2 separate regions of the Mus musculus genome follow, and region 2 is linked to region 1. The links are chromatin contacts, called in public HiChIP or PLAC-seq maps. All regions are on one chromosome and are shown on one strand. The core of a region is the stretch at or near the end of the contact, and the rest is flanking DNA. Distances in the headings are between cores, read along the strand shown. Region 1 has its middle 2.9 kb from the start of Gm51783. Region 2 overlaps Cpm (carboxypeptidase M).

Evidence for each region. HiChIP or PLAC-seq counts read pairs in DNA pulled down with a chosen protein or histone mark.
Region 2: an H3K27ac HiChIP or PLAC-seq map of DN3 thymocytes shows a contact between it and region 1, with 7 times the contacts expected there. The contact joins two enhancer-like sites. A contact is called at or near these places in 1 of 15 datasets of contacts at CTCF or cohesin (the NIH/3T3 cell line), 13 of 484 Hi-C or Micro-C datasets (CD8 T cells, the THB-7 cell line, bone marrow-derived macrophages and 5 more) and 14 of 115 datasets of contacts at active chromatin or transcription factors (the 230-238 cell line, CD8 T cells, DN3 thymocytes and 8 more).

The regions. Positions count from the first base shown.
Region 1 is chr10:117,450,748-117,456,409 of GRCm38.p6, forward strand. No RefSeq gene overlaps it. Among named protein-coding and RNA genes, the nearest start is that of Gm51783, 2.9 kb to the right of the region's middle. Within about 2 kb of position 1,649, at least 63 of the 459 cell types and tissues checked have an H3K27ac peak or open chromatin away from gene starts, as enhancers often do. A contact at or near this core is called in CD8 T cells and DN3 thymocytes, where this site is marked.
Region 2 is chr10:117,650,582-117,655,912 of GRCm38.p6, forward strand. The region is part of intron 2 of Cpm (carboxypeptidase M); the gene reads left to right. Among named protein-coding and RNA genes, the nearest start is that of Gm25709, 9.1 kb to the right of the region's middle. Within about 2 kb of position 1,645, at least 48 of the 459 cell types and tissues checked have an H3K27ac peak or open chromatin away from gene starts, as enhancers often do. A contact at or near this core is called in CD8 T cells and DN3 thymocytes, where this site is marked.

The DNA of each region.
Region 1 (5,662 bases), core at 399-2,898:
CAATCCTGGGATAGGATTGCCAGAAAGGGAGACAAAACCTGCCCAGGCCTGCCACAAGGGCCCTACTCATAGAATGTAAGGAGTGCAGGGGAGAGCTGCTGAGGTCGGTCTTCTACAGACAGGAGGTCTGGGCTCCTTGGGAGTCAGTTCTCAGCCAGGTCTTCCTGACTCAGTTTGTGAGTAGGGATCCCTTGTTCAGCATCCATAGTGTTAGACCTAGTGGGGAAACCCCTACCCAATTCCCAATTCGGCGTGCACCCAAAAAAATCACAAAGGACCACCATCTTGATGTAAATACATGAGGACGTTTAATTACGGAGCTCCGGACTGACATGTATCTCACACAGGAGATAACGGATGTCGGCCACGAGGCTCGAAAGCTAGGGGTTTTTATGGGGTAAGGGGCTTAGGGGTGTGGAATTCAGCATAGTGACACACTATTAGCTTATTTAAACATTAACAGAAAGATTACATGTTAGCAAAAGGGCATCAGGACTTTGTTCCTGTGGGCTGGGGGCTTATCTTGTTCACATAGCAACCAGTTGATGTATGACTTTACCCAGTGTCAAGGGGCAGTAGACAGAGGGGAGGTTCGGGCCAGGTGGTGTTGACCCAGACAAGATAGCCCTGCTTGTACAATCAAGCTGTTCTTAGGAATGTCTTAACAGCCCTGTCTGTTCTGCTTTGTTCTCGGCCCCAGGCCGCGGGCTCATAGACAACTCTTTTACATGAATCACAAGTTACAAAATCTCATTTTCTTTCAATAGGAAATGGCAAGCTACAGTAAAAGTAGTGTAGCTTCACTCCGACCTCCTACAACCTTCGAAAGTTATGCAATTATGGCTCAGTTGGTAAAATGGCTGCCATGGATGTAGCAAGCACATAAAAAGCTATGCCTGGCCGGGCGTGGTGATGCACACCTTTAATCCCAGCACTCAGGAGAAAGAGGCAAGCTGATTTCTGAGTTTGAGGCCAGCCTGGTCTACAAAGTGAGTTCCAGGACAGCCAGGGCTATAAAGAGAAACCCTGTTTCAAACAAACAAAACAACAACAACAAAAAAGCTATGCCTGGCACCGCAGTGCCTTGGTGGTAGACAGGAAGGGTCATGACCTTCCTGGCCTGCCGATTTTGCCAAATCAGTATCCTCCAGGTTCTGTGAGAGACCTTGTCTTAAAAAAAATTAAGTGAGTACCAGGCATGGTGATGGGTGGTACACACCTTCAATCTTAGCACATAGACAGAGGCAGGCAGATCTCTGTGAGTTTGGAGTCAGCCTATTCTATGTAGTGAGTTCCAGGACAGCCAGGGCCTCATGGTGAGCCCTTGTCTCAGAAAGAAGAATTGTGGAGAAGAGGCCTATGTGGACCTCTGGCCTACACACACCCACCCACACATACACACACACACACACACACACACACACACACACACACACACAGACACCACAGAGATTTTTTTATTGGTAAAAAAAGATTCTACTAGAATCAAGTGTCTAAATAATAGGATTTAACCAAGGGGATCAAAAGGGATTAGAGTGAAACACCAAACCCACGAAGACAAAGAAAATCGAAACCAGAAACCACTCTCTCCCCACTTCCTGCTGGCTCATTTCCAGGTGCCTTTCTGTCTGGTCCCATTGTCTTACTTACTTGATAATCTCCCTGGGCCAGGAGGGTGTTGATTTAGAGCACCTCCTACTCCGACTGATAACAGCCTCCAGGCCTTCCATGCTCTGTGGGGTCTTCTTCAGCCTCCTAATGGCCCACCCGCTGTGCTTTCTGTTACAAATGTGAAAACCTTCATCCCCGCTAACCTACCAAGTGGTAAGGTGTTATTTATTGAACAGATACCAGGAGCACATGAAGGGCCGGGGGCACAGCTCTAAATGGTTGGGGAACCTCAGAGAGCCAAACAGATAAGAAACCTGCTCTTAGCTGCTTGTATCTTCCTGAGGTGGGAGAGGGTGCCCAGAGAATACTCAGAAACACAACAAGCAAGTGTAAGGTGTACTTGGCAGGTGGGCTATGGGAAAGGTCACAGTACAGGGATGGAGGAGGGCACCTGATTCTCCCCTGTTATCAGTGGGAGGCTGCAGTGGAGCAAAACACCCCCAGTCCAGATCTGCCCAGCTTCTGCCCTAATTTCCAGTTTGATCTATCTGGGACCCTTTCCTTGATCTCCACTGAAAACAGGAACGATGTTAAGTGCAGCTAGGCACGCATATCCTAAAGCCGGACTATTTGAAACAGATTTCCAGCTCAGCAAAATGCTCCCCTTGGACCAGTAAGCTGCTCTCTGCTAATAAAATTTACCTGTGTCACAGGTTATGGAGAGGGTGATGTCACCCACGGAGAGAGTGATGTCACCCATGGAGAGGGTGATGTCACCTATGGAGAGGGTGAAGTATGTTTAGCATAAGATGAGCAGAGCTGAGCGTGGCACAGCGGGGCAGATGTCACATTAAAGACAGAATGCCCGAACTGTGGGGTGGAGGACAGCGTCTGCTCAGAAAACGATGGCAGGGTGAGGTTGTGCGACCCATTTCTACCCTTCAACAGCTGTACAGCCTGCTGTGTGGGCCCCCCTGCTCAAAGCCCGAGGCTATGCCAACATGAACACAAGCATGCCTCTTCTTGTATCCATTGGTGTGTTTCCGAAAACCGCTCTTGGTTTTCTGTAGTGAGGAGGGTGGGGGGTTGTTTGTTTAAAACTTTATAAACAGAAGAATTTTTTAAAAATCTTATAGTCACTGTAATTTACATGGTACAGGGCTGGCACTGACAGGTCCCTTCAATGACAAGTCCGTTCAATGACAGAGAGTTTGTCTGAAGCCCAGGCTTGGGTCTCCAGAATCTCTGCACCAAACCAATTGTGCAGTACATTGATCACTACTGATGGAGAAATAGGAGTTACCTTTCTGTTTTCAAGATCTATCTATCTATCCGTCTATCTATCTATCTATCTATCTATCTATCTATCTATCTATCCATGAGATCTTAGAGTTGAACAACAGGAAACTATACCAGTGTTCCAAACCACCTGGCAACTGTCAGATGTTGCCAGTCACAAAATCCACTTCCAATAAGATGCCAGACCTGTCAGCAGCCTTGGTTTGGGAGGTTCTTAGGGACACTTGCTACTGGCAATATGCTGGCAAGCCTACCATGTTCACAGCTTGTGTGAAAAATATCACCCAGGCACTTCATGTCCTGTTGCCCGACGACCTCCAACTGCTGTCCTGCCTCCCTCAGGGGGATGGGGTTAGCAGAGGATATCCACTCACAATGAGATGTCTCACTTTCTGCGTTCAGATGAGACAATTCTCACTGTTTTCTTTAGTAAGAAAATGTTTCCCGAGAGAATTCTTCTTCTTACCACATCATTGAGCTCTAAGAGAAGTTAGTATCTCTCAATGATGGAGACACACTCTTCAAGATCTAGGCTGGCCTGGTCTACATAGTGAGTTCCCTGTCACCCAGGGTGTTACAGTGAGACCCTGTCCTTTACCGAAAGCAGCCTTCATTTTAATTTGGTGTTGCTTGGCCTGTACTGTGGGGCTGTTAAAAGCCACACCCATAGCCTCTGTAGAAGAAATAGATGGCAAAAACTTCAGTAGAACATCGAGGGTGGGGCTGGAGAGATGGCTCAGCAGGTAAAAGCAATGACTGCTCTTCCAGAGGTCCTGAGTTCAAATCCCAGCAACCACATGGTGGCTCACAACCACCCGTACTGAGATCTGATGCCCTCTTCTGGTGCATCTGAAGACAGCTACAGTGTACTTGTGTATAATAATAAATAAATCTTTGGGCCAGGGTTGACCGGAGCAAGCAGAGGTCCTAAAACCTCAATTCCCAACAACTACATGAAGGCTCACAACCATCTGTACATCTACAGTGTACTCATATACATAAAATGAATAAATAAATCTTAAAACAAAGAAAAAGAACATTGAGGGTGGATGAGATTGACCAGCTTGTCTTAGGAAGGAAAGAAGGCTCAGGATTTTGCCAATGACCAAGGGTTTCTGCCAGTCTCATCACCTCGGAAGCTGAGAATGAAGGCATGGAAGAGAAAATTCTGCAGGGCTGAGTTAGGGTTCCAGTGATGTGGCACATTACCTGAGATGCACATATTCAATAACTTTTCTCTTTCACTACCTCTGCTGGGTGGTGGACTAGAGGAGAGGGTGAACCTTTTTAAAAGTAGGCTGGAAAAAAAATGTGTGCCTCCAGGGCCTCTTCAAGGGCACACCCCAATGTCCTGTGTTCCTTTATCCCCCTTCCTAACCGTTCTCAACCTTCCTAACACTTCCACTCTTTGAGACAGCTCCTCATGCTAGGGTGACCCCCAACCATAAAAGTATTTTCATTGCTACTTCATAACTGTAAATTTGCTACTGTTATGAATCATGTTGTAAATATCTGATATGCAGATGGTCTAAGGCGATCCTCTGAAAGGGTCGTTTGACCCAGGTGGGTTGCGAGCTACAGGTTGAGAACAGCAGCTGTAGACACTACGGTCCTCCAAAGGGTTAACTTTGGCTCTCAGTTTGGGTTCAGAGTCCATCATAGTTGGAAGGTCCAGTGCAGACGCAAGAGGCTTCCGGTCACATTTCATCCACAGGCAGGAAGTAGAGGGCCTTGAATGCTGTCACGTGACTTAATCCTTTTCGTTTAGTCAAGGGTCCCAGCCCATAGCCTACATTAGGACGGGTCTTCTCACCTCAGCCCAACTTAGAAATCCCTCACAAACATGCTATAGGTTTGTTTTTTAGGTGATTCTAGTTCCTGCCAATCTGATGATCGAAGAGGGTGTTTTTGTTTTTTTTTTAGATTTTTATTTATTTATTTTAATTTTATGTATGAGTGGGTTTTGCCTGTTATAGCTGCACCACATGCATGTAGTGCCTCTAGAATCCAGAAGAGGGCGCCAGAAACCAATGTAACTGGAATTAGGACTGAGCCATCTTATGGATGCTCTGACCCCAACCTGGGGCCTCTGCAGGAACAGTAAGTACTCTTAACTGATGAGCCATCTCTCCAGCCCTTTTAATGATCAGTATTAACCTTGACATTTTTTAAAACATTCCATCATCTCCCAAGAACACCACAGGTGAGCGAGCAAACCTTTAGCAAACGGACTCTTAGGGGACACTTAAGGTCCAAATCATAACAAGTGGCTAGAGATGATTAAACAAGAATACTGGCAAACTCAACAAGTCTGGGCAACTCCCCTGCAGCAGCTTATCTCCCGAGATTTGTTTCAAGGACTTCTCCTGTAGTAAATTATTAAACAGTGTAAATCTACATCTGAGATAAAGCAAAAGGAAGGGAATGTTGTTTGAAGTTGGAGGTCAAACATTCAATGGCCTCGTGCTGCACGGACACCTGTCCTTTAGCACAAGCACAAGGGTTGGGTAAATGGAGACATAGTTGCAATTACCCTGTTTGAAGCGCTCCTGTTTCTGTGCCCAGGAACGGCTTGAAACCTGGAGGAGAAACACTTTCTCACCAGGGGGAATAAGGAGCTGGAAGTTTCGGGACCATCTTGCTTGCACACCTGCTGCTCAGAATCTGGGGGAGAGGCCTTTGCTAAGCCAAGTCGCCAACACAAAGCTTCTCCAAAGGCCAACAGGAATAGTGGCATTGCAAGAAGATGTGT
Region 2 (5,331 bases), core at 395-2,894, 200 kb after region 1:
CGCAGTGTTTCAAGGATCAGGAGGATTAGGTGAAGTAGCACAACTCCATGAAGTACTAATTCTCTTAATCCCCCAACATCGATAAGGAAAGTGATCAAGGAGATGAAGCATCTTGTCACACGTCACATGGCTAACAAGTGACAGCAGGTTCTTGAGGCTGGCAGTGCAGGTTTAGATCCAGTGCGCTTCATTCAGGAATGTGCCGTGCCTAACTAACTGTGCAGGATCAAAGGGATCAAAGATGCTGTTTGGAGGCAGATGGCGTGCCACCCTGATACAGGTTTGACGTACTTACCAAACAAGTGATCTACTTAGATAGAGATCAAGATGGAAGAAGGGCACAAGTCACGATGGTGGATGCCTATAACCTCAGCACTGTGGGGAGAGGCACGAGGGTTCCGGGGACCAGGCCAGTCTGAGCTGCACAATGACAGTTTGTTGTCTCAAAAACAAACAAGGATGGAGATGGAGATGTGGCTCAGTGATGGAGATATGCCTCAGTGATGGGGTGTGGCTCAGTGATGGGGTGTGGCTCAGTGATGGAGATGTGGCTCAGTGATGGGGTGTGGCTCAGTGATGGAGATGTGGCTCAGTGATGGGGTGTGGCTCAGTGATGGAGATGTGGCTCAGTGATGGGGTGTGGCTCAGTGATGGAGATGTGGCTCAGTGATGGGGTGTGGCTCAGTGATGGGGTGTGGCTCAGTGATGGGGTGTGGCTCAGTGATGGGGTGCTTACCTCACATGCACGTGACTCTGGTTCCTTCCTAGGCACTGCAAACACAATCCAGAAAAACAAAACAAAACAAAAAAAAGAAGTCCATCTTTCGTAATCCATCGAGTGTTCTAAGTTGGTCCTTAAAGGAATCGCATTTTGGCAACTTTAGACTCCCTGCTTGTTCTGGAAGTTCACCAGCCTTCATTCAAGACTCTGGCTTGCCTGACCTTAGAGTGAAAGACTTTATGGCCCAAACTCAGGAAGGAGGAACGCAAGAATAGTCGGGTTCCTCTTCAGAGCAGCTTCCAGGGAAACTTGCAAGTTAAAGTTCTTCTAATAAAAATAAATATCAACAAGGATGGGCAGACCCCAAATACACACTTTTTCAGGGGAGGATTAGTGGCTTGAAATGAACCTAGTCATAAATTAGAACAGTTTGCACCTATAGACACCAGTCTGAAATAAGAACGCCAGTGGGCAGCTGGTGAGATGGCTCAGCAGGTAAAGGGACTTGCCCTGTGAGCCTAGAAACCAGAGCTCCACCTCTGGGTCCCATGAAAGGTGGAGGGAGACCACCCCCACACGGTTGCCCATATCCTCTGCATGTTCATGCACTGTGGCGTGCAAGTCTCTGTCCCTCACTATAGTAATGAGAGAGATGGGGGAGGGGGAGAGAGAACAGAGAGGAACACCAGTCAAACTAGAAGGACCACGACATCACTGCCATGGGGAGGGAGATCCCCCAGTTTCTTCTGGTCTCAGCTTCCACGGTAGTCTCTCAGTTCTTGCGATCCCCCAAGAGAAGAATTCAACAGAACAGAACACAAGCAGTCGTCAAATCAAATAGTTGAGATTGTAGTCAGAACTGGCAAGGAAGCAATGCATCATCAAAGACACTCCACTTTGCAACAGATGGAGACCGTTACAGAAAACCACAACCAACCAGAGTGCAGAGAACAAGGGAGCCTGTGGTGCCCGGCCCCAATACATCTCTATGGCAACTCCTGCATGCAAGGCTTGGGAATCATTGAAGAAGAGGGGGCAGAAAGATTGTAAGAGCTGGAGGAATGAGAAACGTGCTTTGAGATGGGAAACAGTACCCATGAAATCTCAGCAATATGGTTGCCTAGATAAGACCTAGACAAGGATGACACCAAGAGACACTCGAACTTGAAAGGGGGGAACCTTACTGAGCAACACTGCTGGACAGGAACTACAGACAACCTAAGAAGGCTGAGAATGAGAAAAATAGTCTTCCCTAAGGAGGAGCCCCTGTCGGTTATCTAATACCAAGTGATATGGTATACATATCAAGTGAAACGATACACATATAAGCATGGTAGAATTTTAATATTGATCAAAGAAAAAGAGGCCATGAATTTGAGATAAAATACGGTGGGGAGGGCTTAGAGGTTCTGAAGAAGCAGAAGAAGAAATGATGTAATTGCTTTAATTTAAAAAGAAGTTTGTTTGTTTTTAAGCATATACTCTTTTAAAAATAAGAGGTCCTGATCGGGGGGCTGGTGAGATGGCTCAGTGGGTAAGAGCACCCGACTGCTCTTCCGAAGGTCCTGAGTTCAAATCCCAGCAACCACATGGTGGCTCACAACCATCCATAAGGAGATCTGACTCCCTCTTCTGGAGTGTCTGAAGACAGCTACAGTGTACTTACATATAATAAATAAATAAATAAATAAATAAATAAATAAATAAATAAATAAATCTAAAAATTAAAAAAAAAAGAGGTCCTGATCAAACAGTAACGACCCTAGTCCTGTGGGTCAGGACAGGACCTGGTCCTTTGGAGCCCTGAGCTGCATAGTGACCACTGTTAACTAGCTTAATATCTTGACCACCAGTCAATCACTACCATTATCTTAAAGCTGTTTCTCGGGCTGCCCACTGTCCTTCATGTTGTATCTTTGGAGGCTGGTTGGTTAGTACATCCTGGATCCGACCTGCCTGACATCATTGAAACAGAATGCTTCTGCTGTATAAAAGGGAACTCCCAAAGGACGATACATTGTAGCATCTTTTCAAATGCTACATCTTTTCAAATCCAAGAGGCTGGCGGTGTCAGGCATGTGTGGTCCAGCGTGTGCTTAGCATATGTGAGGTCCTGGATTCAGCCCCAGCAGCAAAAAAATTCAAAGGGACAATTAAGAAATCTCTTTACATACTTGTTTGCACTTCAAGAAGTTGTTCCAACTTCTCATTATGACTGACCTGTCCTTTAAAAAAGACAGGCAGATTATGTTATCTCTCACCCAAGGGACCAATACGGGAAGCTGGGGCTTTTTATAGTATAAAACCTCTAGAGATTTTTTTTTAGCTTTGGGGATTTAAAAACAAGTTTCCTGTCTCTGTGAGAAGAAAAAAAAAAGGCTAGGAAAAAAATAAAAGAGAAATTATGATGGTTGATGTGACGATTTTGTGTCTAGTTTTTGAAAACTTTTTTGTTGTTGTTGTTTTAAAGATTTAGTTACTTATTACATGTAAGTACACTGTAGCTGACTTCAGACACACCAGAAGAGGGCATTAGACCTAATTACGGGTGGTTGTGAGCCACCATGTGGTTGCTGGGATTTGAACTCAGGATCTCCAGAGGAGCAGTCAGTGCTCTTAACCGCTGAGCCATCTCTCCAACCCCTAAAAACTTGTTTTACGTGTATACTTTTCCGTTTGCTGTGTGTAGGAGGAGAGCAAAGCGGGTAGGGGGAGAAGATCGCAAGGTGAAGAAGACGGGATCCTGTTTGGGTTGCCTCTCACTGATACACTCTCCTGTGTGCTAGGAGTCTTAACCACATTGAAATCAGAAAAAGAAGATGCACCCAAGCCAATTCATCCCCTCTCTTTGCCTTCTTCAATTAAAAATGTACAGTCAGGATGGAGGAATAGCTCAGAGGTAGGATTCTTGCTACTAACTAACCACTTGTCAGTACAGCACTCACAAAGCCCTGGATTTGACGTCTAGTTTTGTTTTTTTTAAAAACAAATAAAAGTAGAAAGGCCACCGGGTGTGGTGGCGTGTGCCTTTAATCCCAGCACTCAGGAGGCAGAGGCAGGTGGATTTCTGAGTTTGAGGCCAGCCTGGTCTACAAAGTGAGTTCCAGGACAGCCAGGGCTATACAGAGAAACCCTGTCTCGAAAAACCAAAAAAAAAAAAAAAAAAAAAAAAAAAAAAAAAAGGAAAGGCACCACCTTATCACCTGTTCATCAAGAAATAAAATGGAGCCCAGCTTTGATGTTCCTCTGGTCTGATACAAAAACATTCCACCCATGGGGACAGAGAGTGGGAGCAGATGAAACCCCATCCTTCAGCTGGCAGAGTCTAACCTGAAACCAGATGTGGGCTTTGGACTTTGGCACTTTCTTTTATGGAAGTACTCCAAGAAGGTCCATCTACTCTGGAACTGATCTAGGAAATTGACTTCCTTCCAGAGCCCATCCCAGTGGGCACGTTGTTGGCAGGTCACAGGGGTTTCCATCATATTGGGGGAAAAAAAAAACCAAAAAGAGAAAATCCACCACCTAATTTCTGAGTAGGGTGTGGCCTCAGCTCTAGTGGACCTCCCCTGATTTGTTTGTTAATTGAGTCGCTTGTCTGTATTCAGCAAGTATTTATTGATCCTCTATTACAGTGTATGTGCCAGGACTGTACTAAGGAAGAATGGTTGCCCCAAATTCAATCAATGCAGAGCAAGTTCTAGGCCAGCCAGGGCTCCACGGAGAAAGCCTGTTTCAAAAATTAAAATGGTGGGAAGGGAGGAGATGGGAAAGAAAGGAGGGGAGACAGCAGGAAAGAGGAGGAGGTTAAGTGGAAAGGGAGTTTTTCTTGAGCCTTGAATGGAAGCTGGCCACAGTGGTCACGCTATCCATGCATTCTGGCTCTTCAGAGTGCAACACGTAACAAAGACTGTGGTTTGTGGCACCGAGTGGGATACTCAAGGCAGGAAGGAGCAGAACCTTGGTAGTCCAGTATGCTGTTGAAGGATGGGGCCCTCTCCTAACGCTATAGGATCCATGGTAGATAAAGCAAGTGGCTTTTATGATCCAGTCTCTGTGACCACTCCCCCAAGTCACGGCGACATCATTTTATTCAATGATGGGAGCGGTGTGTGAAACAGACTTGAGTGTGTTTCCAAACACTGGGATCAGTTAGTGGCTCGCATCTGTCTCAGCTGACCTGATGCCAGGCTCGCGAGAGACAGCTACAAACACTTGTGAGCGAGCAAAGGTGAAAGTGAAGCTGTGTGCAGGGTGATTGTTTGCACGATGAACATTGTGTCTGATTTTATTTCGAAGTTCATATCAGGATTCACAAGTGAGTTGGTTCCCCCAGCCAGCAGCTTCACAGCTGCTTGCAACTTGGTCTCATATCTGTAGGTTAGCCAACATCTTTGCTGTCCAGTTCGTGTGTGTGTGTGTGTGTGTGTGTGTGTGTGTGTGTGTGTGTGTGTGTGACTGTGTACGTGCACGTGTGTGTAAACTCTGAGGTGCAATATCTGTGAAGTAATTTTTTGGAAGAAATTTCATAGAATTCCTTTTTGTGGAGTTATCAGTGTTGGAAAAGAGGCAATCTAGTGGTTGCTCTACTATGCCAAGAACAGCACACA